Linked DNA regions of Sus scrofa: region 1 is linked to region 2. The links are chromatin contacts, called in public Hi-C maps. All regions are on one chromosome and are shown on one strand. Each heading gives the region's core, a stretch centred on a gene start, on an enhancer-like site or on the middle of the called end of the contact. The rest is flanking DNA. Distances are from core to core; before and after follow the strand shown.

Evidence for each region. A called contact is a pair of places that touch in the nucleus more often than the background predicts.
Region 1: a Hi-C map of liver shows a contact between it and region 2, with 7 times the contacts expected there. The contact joins two enhancer-like sites. A contact is called at or near these places in 4 of 47 Hi-C or Micro-C datasets (fetal skeletal muscle, liver and skeletal muscle).

The regions. Positions count from the first base shown.
Region 1 is chr8:68,285,733-68,288,432 of Sscrofa11.1, forward strand. No RefSeq gene overlaps it. Among named protein-coding and RNA genes, the nearest start is that of GC, 73 kb to the right of the region's middle. Within about 2 kb of position 1,354, at least 4 of the 83 cell types and tissues checked have an H3K27ac peak or open chromatin away from gene starts, as enhancers often do. A contact at or near this core is called in liver, where this site is marked.
Region 2 is chr8:68,103,632-68,106,458 of Sscrofa11.1, forward strand. The region is part of intron 11 of SLC4A4 (solute carrier family 4, sodium bicarbonate cotransporter, member 4); the gene reads left to right. Among named protein-coding and RNA genes, the nearest start is that of SLC4A4, 140 kb to the left of the region's middle. Within about 2 kb of position 1,325, at least 1 of the 83 cell types and tissues checked has an H3K27ac peak or open chromatin away from gene starts, as enhancers often do. A contact at or near this core is called in liver, where this site is marked.

The sequences.
Region 1 (2,700 bases), core at 104-2,603, 180 kb after region 2:
CATTCTGTTTCTGTTGACAGAAATCTTTAAGTTCTTTTTTTATAGGTATCTTCCCCACCACTTCCTTAAGACAAACATGGATCCAGCAAACTGAATACTGGGTTTGAGATTTTGTAAGTATGGAAACAAACACTTATATTTCATTCTTTTTTTAATTGTCAGTATTAAAAGTAGTACTTGTCAAGAAGACCTAATTTGTCCCTGTTTTAGTTTTAGGATCATATTGCCTTTGAGTGAATTTTTGATGAAACTTAAAAAATCTGGGGTAGTGTTTCTGGCTCTCTAGGGCTGTAGAAGTTAATAAGATTTTAGTATTCTATTTTCCCTTCATCAGTCTTGGACAAGATTGCTTCCTCTTTTCAGCATAGCAACATTTTTGCCCCACGGAGGATATTGGTCTCACTGGAGAAACCCTGGGGTTATATTTTTCAGAGATGGAGATGGTTCAATAATAGACATATCCTTAAACCAACTATTCAAGATGTTTGTGATTAATCATCAATTCTTTCAAAGGCCCTCAGGAAAATAAGGGTTAGGATAGCATTTGTTTCTTTAGATATAGTAAAAGTAGTTTTTCTTGTCCTTGTCTTTGTTTGTTTGTTTTTTTTTTTTTTTTTTGGTCTTTTTGCCTTTTCTAGGGCTGCTCCCATGGCATATGAAGGTTCCCAGGCTAGGGGTCTAATCGGAGCTGTAGCTGCCAGTCTATGCCAGAGCCAGAGCAACATGGGATCTGAGCTGCGCCTGCAACCTACACCATAGCTCACGGCAACGCCGGATCATTAACCCACTGAGCAAGGCCAGGGATCGAACCCGCAACCTCATGGTTCCTAGTCGGATTCGTTAACCACTGCGCCACGACGGGAACTCCTGTCCTTTTCTTAAAATTCTTAAATTTACTTGTTATATCTTGCCAAGTCTAAGAATAACATCCAGTGCAGAAGTGAGAATGGTGGTCAAAATAGTGCTCTTGATTATTTAATCCCCAAATTAAAACATTTGGAGTTTAATTTTTCTTTTCTTTTCTTTTTTTTTTTTTAATTTAAGAGAGCTTCATTACAAGTGGAAAAAGAAAAAAAGAGAACTTGTCCTGTACCTCTCCTGCCCCTCCCCCTAAAACAAACTTAAAATTTCTACCCTCTCTTCTCTCATCCATACTCTCCCTTTATATCCTCTATTCAGACCTGGATACATCATGTGGGTTTGTCTCTATTTCTATAGGAACCACATCAAAACCCACTTGTGAGACAGGGGAACGGTCAAATGGAAAGTTTCTGCTTGTTTTTACCCAGGAGCCGTAACCAGACTCTGCCTGTGTTTTTAACCTCTGCTCCATAGATTCTCCTGTGTGCTCTGACCCCTTTTATGCTCTGAACTGACTTTTGACCCTTGCAAGCCGTTGAGAGTCAATATGTGCTTCTACTGCTTACAGCTCACAGGTTCAGATCCACCTTGACTTACAGGTCCTGAGCCCCTTTCTGAGTTGGACCGACTTCTACATCTTTTTCCCATCTTAGGTTCTTAGCCTTGTCTCAGCTATCCTTGTGATCTTCTGGACATGACCAGTATTATTTCTTCTTTAAAAGGTTATGAGCAAGCAGTTATGCTATGTCAGAAATTTCAAAAGTTTAGAGGGTATAGAATAACATTTCTGGTTCCAATGAAAGCTTAACAATAAAATTAAATCAACACATTTAATTGTGTGCATAGTGCTTACAGTGCTAGCGATAACATTTTAATATTAAGCTATTCATTTAAATGAAAATAATAATATTTCTATACAGCTAAAATAAATAAGACAATCTGGAAAGTAGTTCAGAGATAGGAAAATACAAGTCTGTTACTTTAGGCTTTCTCTTCTCTTGATCAGTTTCTTCTTCCCTAAATACCAAGGTATTTTTTTTACAGATAGTTGCTACCCATATTCAAGCATTTACCTTGAAAACTTCTCAAGACAAGACAAGAAACCATTATCTGCTATAAATTTCCTAAAGCTGAGAAGGGTAAACAAGTTAGCCAAAGATTAAAGCATTAAATTTGAATTGTGCTGAGTTTAGTTTTTAGAGAAAGAAAGGGAGGGAGAGAGGGGAAAGAAGTCCTCTTAGAGGAATCCATTTAGATGATTAGAAAGCTTAAAATTGGCAGCTGATAATGAAGAAGGAAAAGAAATAGCCTGACTGTTGGAAAATTTTGGTTTAATTAAATCTGTTTTCAAAAGTAAGTTTTTATTTTTTATTATAATTCCAAATTATTATTCAAAGATTAGAAAATACCAAGGCAAAAAGGAAAAATGTCATGTAGAGACTACTGCTGTTGTGGGGGAATTTTAACCATAAGAGGTAACTAAAGGAGGAGTGACATTCCACAGGGAAATCAGAAGGCAGTTCAAAGTAGCAGAGCCCCCAAATAGCCACATTTCCACAACACTGTAATATTATCATTTAATCAGATTGCTTTCCTAAAACCAGCTTTAAAAATGGCAGTGTGGAAATAATTTTGGTACGTGAACAGAGTATAGGATTAGGAATTTTTATGGAGAGAACCATGCATGTTCCAAAGAGAGGGAGCCCTGAACCTGGAGCAGTGAAACCAAATTTCCTCTGCTTGGAAATATTGCTTATTACTGTCAGCCTTGCTCACTTTCCTCTTAGACACTCAGACATTTAACGCTTTTCAAGTCAGTTCTTAAACTTCCTTGTCTTT
Region 2 (2,827 bases), core at 75-2,574:
CTTAATGTTTTTCTTATTCAGAGCAGGTTAATCAGTTCCACCCTAAGAAGCCAAGTTGAGAGTTTAAATTCAGATTTGACTAACATTTATTAAGCACCATCCAAATGCCAGATATCTTACTAGTGGATTTTAATAAACTATATATATATATATATATATAATTACAATACTATTATGTATTCGATCATTACATAAACCTTGCAAGGTAGCAGACATTCTTCCTGGGGTGAAATTCTGCTTTTGTCTAGGTCAAGAAATGAATAGTAATCTTAGGTACCATTTATTTAGCTCTTACCTAGTTCTGGACACTGGTGCAAGCAGTTTTGCCTATATTGTCTTATTTAATCTACATGGTAACCTTTTGAGATGGATGTTGTCAAATCCAGTTTCACCAACGTGGAACCTGTCTCTGGTCAAGAGGAGTGGAGTAATTTCCTCAAGATTATATGGTGGGTGTTGGGGACACTGTGCTCCAGAAATCCAACACAATTCTCCAGGTCCTCCTTTCTCCACCCTGTGGTGTGGTGGTGCATCACAGCAGGCAGCTCTGCCTCGGTGGCTGATTGTTGCTCATACTTGACCTCTTAGCCTCAAGAGGGCTTTGTGCATGTTTCAATGGTACCATTTCTGCTGATGTGTAAGGCAGAGGCTTCATGGCATAGTTCCTGATGCCAGGTCACTAGAGGATGAAGAATAGCCTTAAAGAGTACAACTGGGAGTTCCCGTCGTGGTGCAGTGGTTAACGAATCCGACTAGGAACCATGAGGTTGCGGGTTCGATCCCTGCCCTTGCTCAGTGGGTTAACGATCCGGTGTTGCCGTGAACTGTGGTGTAGGTTGCAGACATGGCTCGGATCCTGCGTTGCTGTGGCTCTGGTGTAGGCCAGTGGCTACAGCTCTGATTCGACCCCTAGCCTGGGAACCTCCATATGCCGCGGGAGCGGCCCAAGAAATAGCAAAAAAAAAAAAGAGTACAACTGACTTTCCCTACGAAGGGGGTATACTGATGTTGATGGGTGGCAGTCACCTCCTTTTTCTGCAGCTGTTCCTTCTCTAGATCTCTCCTTAAACATAAAGAAGAAATAAGCCACTTTAAGATGGAAAACTCACAGACACATTTTTAAACATCTATTACTCAGAGTGTTCATCCCTCCATTCCAGAGAATCAGCTAGAATTTGATACATGCAAAGGAGAATCAAGAAGTGAAAATCCAAGAAATATAAAGTGATCAACCTGTGGAAATTCCCTGAAACTAAGTAGGGGACACAGACTAACCCAGTGGCAGTTGGCTCATTCTCAGCTAGATTCCTAGGGCAAAGTGTTTCTTTGCTTCATAAGCTGTGGGGCTGAGCAAATAGTGAAAGCAGACAAAGTGCAGTGTTTTGGCTTTTCCATTTCACCTTTCCAGAATCCTAATTGAGAATATTACGAATTCTATAGACCCAGATCATTCTGCAGTTGGTTGCTGAAATATTTGCACTGTATTTGTCTGGATCCAAGTGGTGACCAAGGGTGCTTATAGACCAAGTTCCCAATGGGAATTGATCATTTTCTCTTCGGTGAGCTTCAAGAAATTAGCTTTTAATCTCATTTACGGGCTTTATCATATTCTACCAGTATGTATTTGTGGAAGTGCCTATTTATGTATTTATTGTGAAGTCTTTCTCTTGCAGCAGCTACTTAATAAACTAAGTAGGAAAAATATCTACTTCTCGCTGGCCTTTTAATACAGGTCTTTTGGGATTCTGAGAACCAGTGTTCTTTCATAGCTTGTCTTGGAGGAAAACTGAAAGGTAAAAAGAATTTAGTTGAGCGCATTGACATGGATCTAGAACTCAAGAGCAGTTACTTACTAAAAACTCAGCTTGGAATCCATGTTCACTCATGATCTTTTTTATCTGTCATTCATTTTGCAAAGAAAGAGCCGGGGATATCTTCTTCCTCCCTTCTCGCTCCTTGTTTTCATGCAGAAAGCATGTTGCCAAAAGACCTTCACTCTCTTGTGACAGGAAGCTCATAAAACTGCATTAAAGAATTTAGCTTGGGGGGAAAGCTACTCCGACACCATCTAACTAGTGCCTTTGATTTCGAATATGCTGTTTTCCTGCAAATGGTTGGAACAGGTCAGGCATTTCATTTTACAGTTGAGATCTGCGTCATCAGACGTTGGTGAGTGTGATCCCACCTTGAATTCTGGGGCCACATAGATTGTCTTGATTTTGATGAATAAAAATGCTGGATAGGAAAGAAAGAAGGATGAACAAGGTTTTGGTTGACTCTAACCCTGGGGAAGAAACTGGGCCTATCTTGGCTCAGAGACCCATCCAGCATGAAACAGATATAAAGCTATACCTGTTATATGCTTTTGCATATTTTTAAGTGAGCACATGACATAAGAAAATGTGCTTTGAGCTTTTTAGAATGAAGTAGTAAAAGAATTCGAGGTTTTATTTATAATCATTTACTAATATCTTCCTTTGGGGAATAGGTTCATGTTTTGTCTTACTGTTTCCTTTAACCTATTTTGATTGTTTCTATGATATGCAATGAAACATAAGGGATAAGAAAACAGAGTTTAAATATGTGCTTGTTTTACTGCTGAATTAGGAAAGCCCTGGCATCAGCTAGCATTAGGTTAAATGTTTAACAATTCCAGGAGTTCCCGTCATGACTCAGCAGAAACAAATCTAGCTAGGATCCATGAGGGTGCAGGTTCTATCCCTGGCCTCACTCAGTGGGTTAAGGATCCAGTGTTGTGTGAGCTGTGGTGTAGGCCCCTGGCTCCGGCTCCAATTTGATCCCTAGCCTGGGAACTTCTATATGCTGC